Linked DNA regions of Mus musculus: region 2 is linked to region 1. The links are chromatin contacts, called in public Hi-C maps. All regions are on one chromosome and are shown on one strand. The core of a region is the stretch at or near the end of the contact, and the rest is flanking DNA. Distances in the headings are between cores, read along the strand shown. Region 1 overlaps Svep1 (sushi, von Willebrand factor type A, EGF and pentraxin domain containing 1). Region 2 holds the start of Svep1 (sushi, von Willebrand factor type A, EGF and pentraxin domain containing 1).

The links. Hi-C and Micro-C count contacts between places; a contact is called where the count stands out from the background.
Region 2: a contact with region 1 is called in a Hi-C map of neural progenitor cells, with 5 times the contacts expected there. The contact joins the promoter of Svep1 here to the enhancer-like site in region 1. A contact is called at or near these places in 13 of 39 promoter capture datasets (the 3T3-L1 cell line, 3T3-L1-derived adipocytes, the HPC-7 cell line and 9 more), 46 of 484 Hi-C or Micro-C datasets (B cells, DN2 thymocytes, the HL-1 cell line and 30 more), 14 of 115 datasets of contacts at active chromatin or transcription factors (T-cell acute lymphoblastic leukemia, astrocytes, bone marrow-derived dendritic cells and 8 more) and 1 of 9 other capture datasets (embryonic stem cells).

The regions. Positions count from the first base shown.
Region 1 is chr4:58,076,657-58,080,571 of GRCm38.p6, forward strand. The region is part of intron 36 of Svep1 (sushi, von Willebrand factor type A, EGF and pentraxin domain containing 1); the gene reads right to left. Among named protein-coding and RNA genes, the nearest start is that of Gm35402, 44 kb to the left of the region's middle. Within about 2 kb of position 1,490, at least 13 of the 459 cell types and tissues checked have an H3K27ac peak or open chromatin away from gene starts, as enhancers often do. A contact at or near this core is called in cortical neurons, neural progenitor cells, neural stem cells and 2 more, where this site is marked.
Region 2 is chr4:58,204,264-58,207,878 of GRCm38.p6, forward strand. Svep1 (sushi, von Willebrand factor type A, EGF and pentraxin domain containing 1) reads right to left here and starts at 2,333. Exons shown (of 48, transcript NM_022814.2): 1 at 1,580-2,333. The coding sequence starts at 2,113.

The sequences.
Region 1 (3,915 bases), core at 240-2,739:
AGAATAATAGAAAGCAGCAGTGATTAATCTTATTTCAATTCATAACAACTATTGAAGATCAAAGCTCTTGTCTTAATAGATCCAGTAATTCCCTTTAGAAGCTTCTACGTGAGAAGAATCAAAAGAGGAAAACTCGGTGAGGTTTTTATGATGTCATTAACCCTTCCACACCTCTGAGTTTTATACCAACAAATGTCAACCTAAGGATGAGAGAGAGAGAGAGAGAGAGAGAGAGAGAGACTGCCACCAGTCTATCTGGCCTGAAGCACCTGCTTCTAGCATTCAGGGTGTTGATAAAAATTTCAAAAGCTAAATGTGTGGGTGAAAGGTAAATTTGCGTTGGTGAGTTGGATGGAGCTGCTTGTTTCTTTCCTGTCCTGGCGCTGGTCATTCTACACTGGTCTCCTGAAGTTCTTGCTTCCTTGCTGTAAACTTGAGAATGTATCTTGCTCCCATGATTCAGGGAGAGGCTTCATCAAAGCTCACTGGCAGTATACAACTTTAAATCAATCAAACAACCCAGCAACCACAGTCCAGCATCCATCCCTATTGACAGTTGACAGAGTTAGGTGAAGGAGAGACAGTTTTCCTTAAGGGTGTGGTCCCCTGTAGGTGATCCATGCTCTAGGGAACAGTTCCATACTCATGAATGCATGGGCAGCGAAAATTGGACTCAGTGGGTGGTGAAAATCAAATCAAAGTAGAGGCCATGAAGTTGGGAGGAGGGCTTAGGGAGTAGGGATGGACCTGAGAGGACTTGTGGGGAAGAATGAACATGGTCAAATTACACCATATGCATGTGTGAAATTCTCAAAGAACTAATAAAATATTATATCATATTAAAATAGCAATAGTGAGACAACAGTAAGACTGCTTGCATGTTCATGTATGTTCAGGTGTGAGTGGCTTATACAGTATGGAGGGCAGAGGGACGGTAGACTTGAGATTCGAAAGGAGAAAAACTCTACTTTCATGAGTCTGAGAGCAGCTGCTGATGGAGAAGGAGACAGCAAGGCAGGCCGCACTACCTAGAAGTCATGACTTAGATACAATGTTGCTATTCTTAACAGAACAAGTTGCCAGGGGTGTGCTACACAAGCCCCAGGGAGGAGTTCTGGATGGAAAAGGAGACAGCAAGGCAATCCACATTACCTACAAGTCATGGCTTGGATACAATGATTCTATTCTTAATATAACAAGATGCTAGGGCTGTGCTCCGCAAGACTCCAGGAGGAAAATAGAAATGGCAAAGAGAGAAAGAGGACATGAACAGATTCCTGGTTCTGGCTACCACATAATCTGCAAATCTTCTCTATAATACTTGATAAAGTATAACAGAAATCAATTTAAGTGCATAGCTGGGCTAACCAGAAAGGAAATCTCCATGTCTTCAACATGAGACAGAAATTGAAGCCAGCAAAGCAAGCTTGCCAGTGAGTGCCCGGGTTGCCTTTGGACGAGACAAAGGAAGGAACCAGAGAGGAAAAGGAACACAGCCTCAGACTGAATTAGTAACAGAGTGTCTGGCAGGAATCCACATCCTGGAAGGAGGTTTGTTAACATGGCAAACTTGTAAAATCTCGTCCATCGCTGTGTTTGCAGAGATGCTGGGTAGAAAAATGAGGCAGCTGCTAACTACAGATCTGTACCTGATACAGGCTTCACGTTAGAATCCATACTACTCGAGTTGTATGCAAAACCTTTCAAACCAATAAATTAATGCAAAGGGGAGGGCCCTGGGGTAGCTGGTAGAAAAGAGTCCAGAGAGCCAGATCATGAGGGTTTGTTGTGGACACAGGAAGCCTTTTTTTTCTGTAAGGAGAGACTCTGAAATGGCAATACATACTTAGGTGTCTTAGGGTTACTATCACTGTGATGAAACACCACGACCAAAACCAAGTTGTGGAGGAAAGGGTTTATTGGGATTACATTTCTGTATCACTGTTCATCATCCAGAGGAAGTCAGGAAAGGAACTTAAGCAGGGCAGGGACCTGTGACCAGGAGCTGATGCAGAGGTGATGGAGGAGTGCTGCTTACTGGCTTGCTCCTCAGGGCTTGTCCAGTCTGCTTTCTTATAGAACCCAGGACCACCAGCCCAGGGGTGGCACCACCCACAATGAACTGGGACCTCCTTAATCAATCACCAAATAAGAAAACACCTTATAGGCTGTCTATAGCCTGATCTTGTGAAGGTATTTTCTCAATTGAGGCTCCCTCCTCTCTGCTGATTCAAACGTGTGTCAGGTTGACGTAGAACTAGCCAGGACAACAGGCATGTTTCCACCGTGAAAGGTTCAGCACAGACAAGGCACTTGCAAGAGTAGAGCTCTGATAAATGAGATACTGGAAGAAAACTGTTAGCCTGCTGGTTTTAATAAGCAGCTATGGTTGGAGCTTAGAGTGGGATGCTAGGGATCAGACACCAGAAAGAGCAGAGGGAAGGCTGATTAGAGGGCACTAGGTTAAAGGGACACAGGAGTAGAAGTTGAGACTGCAGGTAACAGCTGTGCACATGTCAATAAGCTACAGGAAATAATTTTGGAAGAAACTGCAAATATATGAGTAGGTAGGCACATTTAACCTAGTGGAAAAATGGCACTGTGTACACATGTATGGACATATTAGGTGATATCCCATTAATGAGTATAAGTTCTAGAAGTTCATGTGTCAGTTTTAAAAGTATCATTAAAAAAAAAAATTAAAACAGTTACATCGTTTACTCCCCCTCTCTTTCCTCCTTCTGGTCATTCCAACGTCTCCCTGCCTTGTTTTCTCTCAGATTGGTGGCCCCCTGTTACATGTTTATGCACAAATATGCAAACACAACCTGCTGAGCCCATTATGTGTTGATTGCATGTAAGATTTCAGGGAGGATCACTTGGTGTTGGATGACCAATGAGGGGGCTCACCCCTTGGTAAGACTAATTCTCCCTCATTCAGAATTCTTTAGCTGCTTGCAGTTCTTTGTCTGGGGGTGGACCCTGTGAGAATTCTAGCTTTCTGCTTTAGCGCGAGTAATGGTATTGTTTTTGTTCGGCCACATTGTTGAAGTATTATGGGTGCAGTTTCCTGTCATCTCTAGGAGACTTACTATCACAACCAGCTCCCTAATCTGCTTGCTGGCTCTTACAATCTTCCCACGCTCGCTTCATTTGTGCGTTTTAAACAATTAGATTTGGAATTCCAGGTAACTGTTTATGATTGGACGCTTCACCTCTTCTTGACTGAAGGTGTTGTCGCCACCTGCTGGCAGTCACATGTAAGTTACACCTCTTATCTGGGCCAGCAAGGTCACTTTTCATTTTGGTAACTTATTACTATCTTGCAAAGCTAAAAATACGAATATTCTACGACCCAAGCTACAGCTTGCAATGTCTAGGCCAGGGATATCCTATTTTATATGTTCCAGGAAACAGACAGGAATACTCGGTGTAACTCTGCTTTTATAAGAAAATAAAGTGGGAGCACATTAGTGTAGTACTGTAGAGAAATGAGTAATTTAGAGATTTGGGATTTGTGCTGAAATGACTATTCACATGTTCAACCACCATAGACAATTCCCTCCTGTACTGTGGATAGCCAGCAGGGGCCCATCACTTCTTATGATAATCACATTACACTAAAGTTATTGCTGTTGTTTTAATTCAGGATTTCAGAAAGTTCTCATGTCAGTGTTTGAGGTTCCAGGACATGTCACCACCTCTGTGGTGCCTGTGTGTGTGTGTGTGTGTGTGTGTGTGTGCACTCATGTGCACATACGTGCATATGCATGTGTATCCAGTGAAGAGATCACCATCAGGGGTCTTTCTCAATTGCTTTGCAGTTTGTTTTTTGAGACAATTCTCTACTACACCTGGAACTTGTTCTTTTGGTTAGACTGGCTGCCCAAGGAGCCACCAAGATCTTCCTGTCTC
Region 2 (3,615 bases), core at 1,083-3,582, 130 kb after region 1:
GGCCAGACCCCCCAGAGCTCCTGGGGACTAGACCACCAACCAAAGAGTACACATGGAGCGACCCATGGCTCCAGCCACATATGTGGCAGAGGATGGCCTTGTTGGACATCAGCATGTTCAAAGCCCTAGTGTAGGGAATGCCAGGGTGGGAATACAAGAGTGGGTAGATGGGTGGGGGAGTACCCTCATAGAGGTAGTAGGAGGGGGGATGGGAGAGGGGTCTGAAGGGGAGACCTGGAAAGGGGAAAACATTCGAAATGTAAATAAAGAAAATATCCAATAAAAAATATCATGTATTCAGATGCACATAACAGGAGAATGTAAATTTATACAACTCTCCAATGGAGGAGGTGGCAATGTGGACCAAGACCTTTCAAATGTTCATGTATTTTACTAAATAAGGAATTTAGAAAGCCCTCCTAAAGAAGCAGTCAAAGAGGGCTTCCTAAACTCCTTATTTAAAAGGCACGAATGTGTGCTCCCCACACAGCAGTTCTCAGCACTCAGTTGTCATGAGGCTGGAGATAGGGCTCAGTGGTTAAGAGCACTGACTTTCTCAGGTATGGCTTGCCTGAAGTCCACTGCCAGCCCACCCCCACCCCGACTTCCGCATGACAGCTCACAACTGCCTGTAACTGCAGTTCCAAGGGGAGCCAATACTGTCATGCCACAGGATACCATGAATTAATGTACATTTGATCATATTCAACAGCTGAAGAATGCAGGCTGCAAAACCGTAGGTTAGCAAGTTTGTTGAAATAACATATGAGTAACATACTGGACAACATTCAACTGTATATCCGCTGGAATTTTAAGGATAAAGAGATTATTCGGATTCCCCATTCTCTTTTGTTTCATTTATTCTACAAACATTGACTTGATGGGTTGCCTTAAATATTTCTCAGTATTCCAAATTATGACCTACTTTGTATTACTTTGTAGTTAGGAAAAAGACTCATTTTTATAAAAGTAATATAAATTACATTACTTCTGTCATATGCTAAGCATTTGTTTAGGAAGACCTGGAACATAAAGTCATGGTGGCCAATGGCTGTCATCCCCGCGCTTGGGAGGTGGAGGCAGGAGGATCATAACTCAGGGACACGCTCTGCTGTGTTGTAAGTCGGAGACCAGTCTTGGAAACACGAGAGAGCCTATCACAAACTAGTAAACAATTAAAGTCTGGAAGCAAAGTTACGAAGTCTATGTCATGAAAAAGAATTAGGACTGTCCTCAGCTCATTACATGTCCCATCTTCACAAATATTTGTTAACCATACCTGTTTCAGCTTGTATAAACAGTTTCCTCACAAACTTAAGTGAGCTTAAAGGTCCCTTCCTACTAGGGTCCCTCAAGGAACCCTTTAAGAAATGTGACACCTCCTTAAGCATTTAAAAACCCATTTCAGTCTGGACCTTCACTAGGGCAGCAGGAGAATGGTCATATTTGTGCTTCTTGGGACGCTGGCTCCCCTTGGACACCTTAAGCCTTGCAGGAGCTGAACCAGGCTAGAGAAGGGGTTGGCAGCGGTGGGCAGGAGGGGCCCCAGGCCGCTGGCCTGGGTGTGTGGGGGTCTTACCGCGGCTTGCTGGAAGGCGCCCTTGGTATAGGTGCCACCACCGCGGTAGGTGATGGCCGGGATCTCGCGGCTGAGTAGCGCGCACTTGTGTTGGTGCGCGCGGCTGGTGGAGATGTAATCCACGCGCGCCACCACGTTGTTCTTGGATGAGAAGGTGACGATGGCCACACGCGTGGCCGTGGACACCACGGGGAAGTCGGACAGCAGCTTGCGCACGAACTTGAGCTCGTTGAGGAAGTTGGTTTGGCCCACGCTGGACGACTCGTCCACCAGGAAGACGAGCTCCAGGCTGCCGCTGAGCTCCCGCAGTCGCCGCACGCGGCTCCGGAACGCGCGGCCCAGGCGCTCCACTTTGCTCCCTGCTGCCTCCTCCTCACTGGACGCGGGAGGTACCGCCAGTCTGCCCAGAGCCCCCGGAGAGGCCTCGGGGAACAGGCGGAAGCTGAAGTTGAGCGAAGGGGCCACGGGCTGGAAGTTGGTCCAGCCTGACACCAGTGCCAGAGCCCAGCAACAAAAGGCCAGGCGCGACCACATCCCGCTGGGGACCGAGCGGTGGCCCCGGGGAGTGCAAGGCGACAGTCCCCGAGCGCGCAGAGAGGCGCCAAGGTTCCCGGACTAAGCGGAGGGGACCCGGGGTAGCAACCGCGAACCTCAGCGTCCTTGCATGTGACACTGGGGACACGATCCAGACTCCTCTGGCAGCTCGGGGACTCGGGAGGGACTGGAGGGATGTGCTCCTCTGACTCTCGGCTATTTGGTTTCTCTCCTCCTCCTTCTCTCTCCCGAAGCCTATAAAATGTTTGAAGGAAGGGGGCAGTGAAGTCAGAGTCGCTTCCCTCCTTCTCTGTCTGTCCTCTCCTTCCTTTTCCCACTCCTCTCCCTATCTCTCCTCTATCTCTCTCCTCCCCCCTCTCTCTTGCCTGGGATCCAGCTAAAGACTCTTGGAGATTCCATGACACCAGAACCCCTCGCCTGTCATGCTGTCAACATTCCCTCACAAGCTCACTGATTGATCCCATATGTCTGGCAAGGAGCTGCGGAGGAATGCGCTGGAGATGGATGTGGATACCGAGAGTGCCACAGTAATTGGAAACACTGGAGAAGAAAACACACACGCGGGGCTGGCAGAGTTGAAAGCATGCTTTGAAAACTGCTTGCTCACCTTTTGGGGTTCATTCCACTCTTGGGGGGTGGGGTGGGGTGGGGATGCGTGTCTAAGCCTCCCAAAGTGGATATTTGCATAACTTTCCTGAAGGGTCTGTCTGGTGAGTGGTGCAGAATCCTGAGAACCTGTTCAGATCTCAGGCTGTTGAAGTGGGTGGGGCCCACCCGTGCGCATCACATACGCAGAGTTATCGTTCACCTTTCCCGCGGTTAATCATTCCTGTATTGTTCATTCTTTCCTCCACGTAGCAGCTTGCGATGCTCTATAGGTAACACGAGCAGGGGAAAACTGACATGGACCTGTCCTCTAGGAACCTGTAGCAGGTAAAAGTGATGTCACCATCAACTTGATATTCATACGTGAAACGAATATGTATGATTACACATGTTTATGTGTATCACATATGTATATATATATATGTATATATGTGTGTATGTATATATACATATATATATGTATACACACACACAAAATTACAACTGACCTTGCTTAAACAGAAGTTTGTCTTGCTTTCAAAGGCAAACTTGACTTTAGCCAAGGCCAGGCAAGCCTTCTATGAGGACAGAAGTTTATGCTAAATTTTGAACTATAAGTAGACACCCTGTGATATTAACACCCTCCTCTTTTTATTTGATGCAACAGATTAGATCGTCCTGGCATATATACCCTTTGGAATACCAGCTGCTACTTGGAGTGATTTTTCCAATTAAGACCTCAAAGCTGTGCACGCTGAAGCACATACTTATTACATGAAAGGCAGAGCCCTTGCCTAAAAGATTCCAGCTAGGAATCAGGAACTCTGCGTAGTTATGTAAACCCCCATCACCTCTGGGCTTTGGTCCAGTGTCTACTTTTATTTTGCCTTGGAATC